Linked DNA regions of Mus musculus: all the other regions are linked to region 3. A link is a contact called in public HiCAR-type and HiChIP or PLAC-seq data. All regions are on one chromosome and are shown on one strand. The core of a region is the stretch at or near the end of the contact, and the rest is flanking DNA. Distances in the headings are between cores, read along the strand shown. Region 1 overlaps Atxn7l1 (ataxin 7-like 1). Region 2 overlaps Atxn7l1 (ataxin 7-like 1). Region 3 overlaps Gm40874 (a long non-coding RNA gene).

Region 1 (2,917 bases), core at 250-2,749, 160 kb after region 3:
TGTCTTAGCCTCAGCCACTGCTCCCCCGCCCCCACATGTGTGTCCCTGTCCTCTGCACATACTCCGTATGCTCCACACATCTTCCATTTCTCATAGCTGCCTCTGGTCCCTTCCTACCCAGGGCCCAGGTCAACTGAGGTTTCCCTGACTCCACCTCCCCCACAGCCCTGTGCAGAGTTCACGGAGTCGGGAGCATGCTGTTCAGGTGTCTCTGTTCCATCATTTACCGTCCACGTGACTGTTCCTTGTCTTCCCCAAGGGCTCTGGGCTCCTTTGTGTGGAATTTCCCCAGCCTGGCATACACCAGGGGCTTTATCAGTGCATTTTTCTGGGGTGTGTGTGTAGATGCTCAGGGTCAAGAAAGTGTTTACTCTCTGATGACCTCTAGCCCACGGGGCTGAGGCTGCAGTCTCCTGTGGGGCAAATCACTTCTTCCCTGACTTCTGGATATTCTGAGTAGACTGAAGAGAGAGGAACAGTTTTTCTGACTTTGCGCAATGGCTGCTAGCAGCTGCCACCGGGTTGCCCAGGTGGATAGTGCAGGGGAGATCACGTGGCTTGCCAGGCCCTCTGTGCTGATCAGTGCCGCCTGAAACCCACCTCAGAGGGGGAAACTGTTGGCATTCACTTCTTGTGGCTGGGCCATTGGGAATGAGGGCCAGTAGTGTGATGGGCTGATGGAAATCCCCTTGCTAGATTGAAAATGCCTGGGAGGGAAGTCAGACCAGCAGGCAACCATCGTCCACCTTCAGGTTTTGATTTTCAAGTGCATGAGATCCACAAGGTAGTCCGCCCCCCAACCCCCCCCCCCCCCTTTCCTGCAGTAGCTTCTTAAAACCTTTTCTTAGCTGAGCCATTTCCCGTAACAGTCTCCCATTTGGCCTTTGTAAAAGGGAGCCTCTGTATTGGTATCTAGAACACCCACAGCTGATTTATGTCATGCTGTTGGGCTGGCTGGCTTTGCATGGGTGGCTTCCCTGAAGTGGAGTGGGCAATTTGAAGATTTCTGCAGTGACTTGGAGAGGGACGCTTGCTTTGCCCAGAGATGGAGCAACAGATCTGTCCACTTTCCTGTTAGGAGTGGCAGAGGTTCCTAAGAGTCCCACTCAGTACAGGAAAGAAAAGCAGCAGCCAGCTGTACACTGCAGCCAGATCTTCACTTGAGGCAATGGATTGACATTGGGTATGCCTGGAGTCAGAGACCTGGTTGGTGAGTTGCCCATGGATTCTGAAGTTCAGATCAGATCAGTTCCATGTTGCCCTGTGCCCTTGTTCCGGTGCCAGACTAGGAAAATGATTAGTAGGGAAAGGACTTGTGGAAAAACGAGGCTTGTCAGCACAGCTGCACGTTACTTTCTCCGTGTGTGTTGGGCGTGGAACTCGTCTTGAAGGACAGCGAAGTTTTAAGTTCCCGAGTTTCCAGCCCCTGTTCCCTGCTGGGATTTCACGGACCTGCACCCTAGGCGACACCCCTTGTGCGCAAATGCTGACTCCTCGGGGGCGTGGCCTTGCCGCAGCTGCTCCTCTCCAGACCTTCCAAGGCTAATGTCAAGTGCTCCCAGTGTGTGCAATTCTGACTGAAAGTGAGTGAGTGATTGAGACGCTTTCCCCCCCTAGAACCGCTCCCTTCTGGTATAGGTATTTTCCTAACAACCCTTATGCAAATAGAGGAGAAGGAGGAAAGTAGGAAGTGGTAAAATGTCGAGGCTTCGTCTACTGCCGCAGGCTCCGCTGAAACCTTTTGGTTTTCCATCAAAAAAAAAAAAAAAAAAAAAAAAAAAAAAGAAAAGAAAAGAAAGGAAGGAAGACAGACAGCCGCCCTTGGTGTGGCACTGGCAGGCAGACACAGCCAGGAGGCCTGTGCCATTTCTTGTCTGCTTCTTCCAGGTGGGATTACGTTGGAAAACGGAACTGTTATGGGTCTCTTCGTCACAGGTTGCTCTTTATTGTCTATCCTGCCAGGGGAAGTTATTGATTTGCAAATGGCAGTATTCCTTTCCACATCCTTTGCTGGAGGCTGGAAGGAGAAGATTTGCTTCAGTCTTAGCAAAAACACTGTGGAGCCCAGCTCTTGTTTTTAGGATCCGCTCCAGCGAGAGCAATCTCTCATGTGTGATGCCATTCCCTAGGGAGGCAGGCGATTGGCAAAGGTCCACACGGTCTAGCACCCTCATCTCTCTCTCTCTCTTCTCTCCCCCTCCCTTCTCGCCTTCCTCCCCTCCTCTGTCTCCCTCTTTGCCTTCCTCTCCCTCCTTCCCTCCCCCTATCCTTCCCTTCCCCTCTCCCTCTTGCTAAGGATCAAACCCAGGGCCCTGTGATCTAAAGCAGTGTATCAGGGAGTCCTACAGTCCTCCTGGATCCCAGTCAGTTTCTTCCAGCCACTTCTCAGCTCTCTCCCATCATCAGATGTAGATTCTGGGAGGAGTCAGTCTTTGGCAAGTGGTTCTTTTCTGGCCCTTTCTTTGGGAATTAGGGGCCAGGTTAGTGTCATTGGCTCAGGCAACCTTTTCAGGAATAGAAATCAGTACCTTTGTGAGATCAGGATTCAGTTGTACACCTCCAAAAGAGTTCCAGGTTACTGGGTATCAGTGGACAGGGACTCATGGATGTCATTGACTTTTAACTCCTGTCTCATTGGGTCCTCCTGAATTTCTGAACCTCCATTTTCATTTTGGTTTTGAGGCTTGGAAATACTTGCCTCCTACATTCTGTCCAAAGGCACTTTCCTTCCTTCCCCTCCAGCCCTCCAGGTCCAGAGGACCCTCAGGAGTGTCACTTCCCTTCGTTTGACTTGACTTGGGATGCGCTGTCAGCCAGTTCAGCGCCTTCCCTTTTCACCAGGAGTGGCTCAGGTCATTTCCCCTCAGACCGACCTTGTTCTTAGTACATTTCCCTGCCTGACCCTGTCAACCCTTTC
Region 2 (2,700 bases), core at 155-2,654, 210 kb after region 3:
ACCTTACAATGAGAGTTTCTGTTTGATTTTCTGCAACTTGAGCTCTATTGCTACAAGAGAGAAGATTCTCCTCAAGGACACACTTAGCAACTTTTAGATCGTTTACTTGTGTCTGGAGCCTTTCGATTTTATCACACAACTCCTTCCTTTCATTCATCATTTTTTCCACAGATACTAAGAGCAGCCAGCCAGTAAAATCATTTTTCGATTTTTTCCCCATCTTGTAGAAAGCTTTGTGCACTGAATCACCTAATTCATTAAGAAAATCAAGGGCATTAGCTTCTTTAAGTTCGGAATATAGTTTCAACCATGGGTCTTCAAAATTCTCTGAGCTCCCAGGAGGGAGAGAATCTGGAGAGGTTTCAATAGTTGAAAGTGCTGGTGGATCAACAAGCCAATTCCAGAATTTTAAAAGATTCATCCTTGTACTTCTGTTACTCTAGAACCACTCCTGGTACCAACTTCTGTATTAGTCAGGGTTCTCTAGAGTCACAGAACTTATGAATAGTCTCTAAATAGTAAAGGAATTTATTGATGACTTACAGTCGGCAGCCCAATTCCCAACAATTGTTCAGTCGCAGCTGTGAATGGAAGTCCAAGGATCTAGCAGTTACTCAGTCTCACGCAGCAAGCAGGCGAAGGAGCAGGAGCAAGAGCTAGACTCCCTTCTTCCAATGTCCTTATATTGTCTCCAGCAGAAGGTGTAGCCCAGATTAAAGGTGTGTTCCACCACACCTTTAATCCCAGATGAAAGGCGTAGCCCAGATTAAAGGTGTGTTCCTTAAACTCGGAGATTCAATCTTCTGGAATCCATAGCCACTATGGCTCAAGAGCTTCAAACCAAGATCCAGATAAGGATCTCCAAGCCTCCAGATAAGGGTCACTGGTGAGCCTTCCAATTCCGGATTGTAGTTCATTCCAAATATTGTCAAGTTGACAACCAGGAATAGCCACTACACACCCTAAGTATTTGATCTGTGTTTGTGCTGAGCCACCCAGTCAAGCTGTCATCTGGCACCTCTGTCTCCTGCCTCCTCTGCAGTAGAATCCCTGTGGTGGACAGGGAGTTGCTGAGGGCTGGTCCAGTGCCTTAACATCTGTGAGTCTCAGCATGGAGCACATTTGGTGACTTTTGGAAGATGCTCAAAGGTGTTTGTGGTAAACAGGTAGATAGATGAAAAGAAGTTAAATTAAAGTGCTCGTGGCACTTGTTATGTCACCAGCATTGGTATGTAGGTTGACTATTGCAAATCCTTATCTTCTAACATGGGTGTACACACATGCACTTGTGTGCATACCCACACATGAGAATAGGAATTTCCAGCCACCAGGAATTCTGTCGTGCTCACTGTTCGATCCCCTTGAGGCTACAGCGTGACTCACTGGGTAAAAGCACTTGCCTCCAAGCCTCATGACTGAAGTTTAGTTCCTGGAACTCACATGGTGGAAGGAGAAATACTCCAGAAGTTGTTCTCTGACCTCCAGACGTGCCATACCAAATCAATCAGTCATGTAATAATAAAAAATGAAAATAAAAAAGCAAGTCCCCTGAGTTAACACAATGTGAGTGCTGGATTTAAAAAGTTAGTGCTCAATAGATTTAGTTTTCAAATGAATCTCAGAAGGAGGAAAACCAGCTTGCTCATGCAAGCAGGTACAACCAATTGGAAGGTCTGCTACTTGAAAGAGCTGCCTCTGTTCAGACACAGTTGGCAAGGCGGATGCAGGACAGGCATCCGTTCCCAGCGAGTGGTGGGAGCCACGGCTTTGATCTGTGACCACAGCTGGTTTCTGGAGGGCTTTGTGCTGTACCGTGACCCCTGGCTTCTGACTCATCCCTGGCACATCCGCACAGTGCAGGCTGCTCCCTTACACCCCATTCCTCAGCGCTGAATTAGGGTAACAGTCACTGCTTTATCTAAATCCAAGTAAAAGTTGCCAGCGCTGCTTCAAAAGGTCATTTTGGAGTTGTCCCCATCCTTAGCGGATGAGCACAGCAGCACTTCCCAGTGTCCCTTCCCTGAAAGACCAAGTCAGTAAACAGAACGCAGGGCTTGCTGGACACATGTCCTCGGGAAGTGGTGCCAGACTTGCCTCCTAGAGTCACAAAGCAGCTGTTAGGCTTTTAAAGTGCCAAGCAAAAGCATGTCCGTCTCACGGTGGAATCAGTCATTCTTACTGAATGTGTCTGTACATACTACTCAGCAATAGCAACAGCTCTACCAATAATACATCTTTGTCCTAATAATGTCTTCGTCTTTCTCTGGTACCTGTCCAGCAAAGCAAAGACTGTTTACGTCCTGGACAGGGATCTCTCTGTGGGGAGAGTTCTCCATCCTTCCGGCCATGTGCACGGTACTTTATGAGCAGATGTGTTTATAATAGCGGTCATGGTTGTATAGGTTGTCACCTCACACCCCGGTGTCAGAACCTCACTCATGGCTAATCTGCAACACTCCACAGTCTGTTTTCTTCTGGCAAGGTCACTCACTGACTGCTTCCTCCAGAAGCATTCCATACCAGACACCATAGGCAGACTGGCTTCTGGGGTGCCTGCCATAGAGCCTCCCAGGTCTTCTTGTCTGGAATCCAGTTGCCTTTCTTTGGCCCTGGAAAGGCTAATGGGGTATTTTTACAGTAAAGGGCCTCCTAGAATCAAGGGGGCGCCAGAGTTCACGGTTGTGTGGGGACCTTCCTGAT
Region 3 (3,103 bases), core at 84-2,583:
AGATAACAGTCTTTTCTGCCAAAAACAACCGGAACCCTGGTGGTCCACCATTCAGGCACTGCAGACAGCTCCCAGGAGCTCTGAAATGCCTGTTCTTTGCTGGGTAGTCCCAGGAGGGCCATCTGTCTCCCAGCTCTGCCTCTGACCTAACTCTGGAAGCAGCAAGCTAAGCACCAGAGGCCCCCTGGGTGTGAGGTCCCCAAGTCAGTCAAGGTCTCCATTGTATATACACTAATTGCCTTGGTCACTGCTGACTTACGGGAACTCCATGGTTATCCAGCTACTTCTGCCAAGCCTGAGTGACCTCCCAAGTGGAGGCCCAGAAAGAAATGAGAGATTCCAGAGTCCCTCCAAGCTCTCTGTAATAGAATTTTGGATTTAGTGTTTTGTCTCATCACTTTGTCTTACTTATTTTATGTAGGTGATATAAACATCTGGTACCCAGATCTCCATGCATTTTTTCATGCCTTGCTAGCCCCGTGAGGGGTTATAACCCCTCTGCTCTCCCATCCTGTTCATTTGTGTATGGACTTCACAGAGGCTAAGTAACTCACCAGGAAGCTTTTGTAGTAGGCTGAACAGATGTGTTTCTGAGACATGAGTGTGTGTGTGTGTGTGTGTGTGTGTGTGTGTGTGTGTGTGTGTGAGAGAGAGAGAGAGAGCAATGTCTCCTTAAACTTAATTCTTGGCAGTGCCCTACCACCACCACCTAGAGGAACCCCAAGAGAAAGCTCTAGGCACAGGCAGCTGGCATAGTATCTGGGGGTGGGCACAAGACAGCCGTTCTTTCAGAGAGATCCCCTGCTTCCCTTTAGGGCCTGCTCCTTCATGAAGTGCCCCCCCCCCCCCCGCTTTCTTAGGAACATTGGCCTGGCATTGGGCTCAGGACCAGGGACAGACAGTCACCCTGCACATCATGTGGCACAAGGAACACTCCAAAGCTGGAACATGTACCGCTCAGCCATCTTTAGTAGATTAAAGCCAGAGGCTTTGAAGGTCCACCCCAGTCATGACTCAGCACTTTGGCATACTGGGCACACTGGACACACCGGTTGAGCCAAGGAACTCTCAGCTGCGCCGAGCCCGTGTTGACTCATCCCAAGGGCTGAAGAGTTCCCATCCAAACTTGGAGTCTCAAATCTAGACTTGCAGAGACTCCAAGAGATTCCTTAGGGCAACTGAAAGCTAGAAAAGTCACCCAGCCTGGCTTTGTCCCCTTTCAAGAACAAATTCCTATTCCTGAAGCTGCATGGGTAGCCAGGACAACAGTTAAGGCACGCAGCATGCAAAATCTGTCTGCCGGGCTTTTGGTGCCTTAAATCCCAGGCAAGCTCAGACTTTCCACTGCTTCAGAAGTGGTTAGTCAGGCAGGGAGAACACAGACTCCTGTGCTGTCTAGCTTTATGTCAGCATGTTCCAAGCTAACATCATCAGAGAGGAGGAAGCCTCAGTTGAGAAATTTTTTTCCATAAGATCAGGCTGTGGGCAGGCCTGTAGGGCATTTTCTTAATTAGGGATGATGAGGGAGAGCCCAGCCCACTGTGGGTGGTACCATCTCTGGGTGATGATTCTGAGTTCTACAAGACAGCAGTCTGAGCAGTCCATGAGGAGCAAGCCAGCAAGCAGCACCCCTCCATGGCCTCTGCATCAGGCAGGGTTCCAGGTTCCTGCCCTGCTTGAGCTCCTGTCCTGACTTCCTTCAATGTTGATATGAATGCGATAAAAGTATAAGGCAATAGCCCTTTCCTTCCCAAGTTGTTTTTGGTGTTTTGTGTCTCATCATAGCAATAGAAACCCTAACTAAGATAGATAGTCACAGACCTTGGTCCTGGAACTGTTGATAATTAGTGCGCTGATACAGTCTTCACTAATTTTCCTTGTCTATGTAACAAGGAGTGAGGCCGGTGACCTCAAATCCCATCAGAGGTTGAGCATTCCAGAGAGAGTTTTCTCTCGAAATTCTGCTCAAGCTACAGGGTTAGGTGGGCTCTGTGCAGTCTGGCAGCCTGCAAAACACATTCACACCAACGTTCCCAGCGAAGTTCCCAAGCCCTGGATCTGCCAGGCTGTCACCTTCCAGATATTGATCTTAGCACATTTGCCAGCCTCTTAGATCAATCACCGAGCTAACCGGAGGCTGACTGATCTGTGGATTGGTTCTCCGGGAGTCTGGATGCCCAGCCTGTTTTGATGAGTCATTTTCTTAGAGCAATGTAACCAGGCTGAGGTGGGGGCGGGAGCTCTCCATGCCACTCCATGAATTGGAAGTATAGTGACTTCAAGTCACTATGCTTACAGTAGCCCGGTGACATCCAGCAGAAAAGCTTGCCACTTCTGCCAATCCGTGCTTAATGCAGTTTGTACTCCATTAGTGGCCCATGTTCAGGTTGACTCCAGAGCCAGCTGTTTCCTTGGCTGCTTTCTTTGGAACCAGTTGATGCTTGACCAGAGGTGTCTATTGGCAGAAAAATGGAGCTGGAGTATGAGTCCAAGGTGTCCAGACATGGTCTCTCTGTCATACTCTGTGGGGAGGGTTCCAGAGTGCAGGCGGCCCCAGAGGTCTCCAGGAAGGTCAGACGCTTCCCTGGGAAATACCCTCAGCCAGAGGAAAATGGAGGCTAATTTCTAAGTACGTCTCATGCATAGAGTCACTTGGATGTACAGGTGCGTTATTATCCATATCTCCCTTTTACTTGGGAGGAAACAGGCCCTACCCTACCCTATCCTTCCCTACCCTACCCTACCCATGGCAGACTTGGCTTTTTAATCAAGGGCATCAGGCAATAGCAGAGTCCACTCCTTTAATCAGCCATGTCTTCTCCATTGTGGAGACAGGTCACCTTGGGAGATAAGTCAGTAAACTGCTTGCCTTGCAAACACTGGGACTGAGTACAATTCCCCAAACCCACGTAAAAAGCCAGATATGGTAGTGTGTGCACTGGGGGGAAGTGTGGAGTGAGGTGTGGGGGGTGGGAACTAGGTGGATGCCTGGGCTTGCAGGGCAGACAGACCAGCTTACTCAGCAACTTTCAGTCTTCAAAGAGACCGTGTCTCAAAAAAACTAGGGGATTGGTAAGTGAGGAACAACACCCAAGTGTGTCCT

Evidence for each region. HiCAR-type assays count read pairs that join an accessible place to other places. HiChIP or PLAC-seq counts read pairs in DNA pulled down with a chosen protein or histone mark.
Region 1: an HNF4G HiChIP or PLAC-seq map of pancreatic cancer cells shows a contact between it and region 3. The contact joins two enhancer-like sites. A contact is called at or near these places in 1 of 15 datasets of contacts at CTCF or cohesin (CD8 T cells), 3 of 484 Hi-C or Micro-C datasets (CD4 T cells, bone marrow-derived macrophages and macrophages), 11 of 115 datasets of contacts at active chromatin or transcription factors (bone marrow-derived dendritic cells, bone marrow-derived macrophages, embryonic basal ganglia and 7 more) and 1 of 9 other capture datasets (embryonic stem cells).
Region 2: a contact with region 3 is called in a HiCAR-type map of fibro-adipogenic progenitors, with 3 times the contacts expected there. The contact joins two enhancer-like sites. A contact is called at or near these places in 4 of 484 Hi-C or Micro-C datasets (the P5424 cell line, bone marrow-derived macrophages, embryonic stem cells and 1 more), 5 of 115 datasets of contacts at active chromatin or transcription factors (embryonic stem cells, fibro-adipogenic progenitors and stem cell-derived neural progenitor cells) and 1 of 9 other capture datasets (embryonic stem cells).

Annotation. Positions count from the first base shown.
Region 1 is chr12:33,174,607-33,177,523 of GRCm38.p6, forward strand. All of the region lies in intron 2 of Atxn7l1 (ataxin 7-like 1), which reads left to right. Among named protein-coding and RNA genes, the nearest start is that of F730043M19Rik, 28 kb to the left of the region's middle. Within about 2 kb of position 1,500, at least 173 of the 459 cell types and tissues checked have an H3K27ac peak or open chromatin away from gene starts, as enhancers often do. A contact at or near this core is called in embryonic fibroblasts and pancreatic cancer cells, where this site is marked.
Region 2 is chr12:33,234,102-33,236,801 of GRCm38.p6, forward strand. The region is part of intron 3 of Atxn7l1 (ataxin 7-like 1); the gene reads left to right. Among named protein-coding and RNA genes, the nearest start is that of Gm38649, 23 kb to the right of the region's middle. Within about 2 kb of position 1,405, at least 91 of the 459 cell types and tissues checked have an H3K27ac peak or open chromatin away from gene starts, as enhancers often do. A contact at or near this core is called in fibro-adipogenic progenitors, where this site is marked.
Region 3 is chr12:33,019,193-33,022,295 of GRCm38.p6, forward strand. All of the region lies in intron 2 of Gm40874 (a long non-coding RNA gene), which reads left to right. Among named protein-coding and RNA genes, the nearest start is that of Gm40874, 25 kb to the left of the region's middle. Within about 2 kb of position 1,334, at least 75 of the 459 cell types and tissues checked have an H3K27ac peak or open chromatin away from gene starts, as enhancers often do. A contact at or near this core is called in embryonic fibroblasts, fibro-adipogenic progenitors and pancreatic cancer cells, where this site is marked.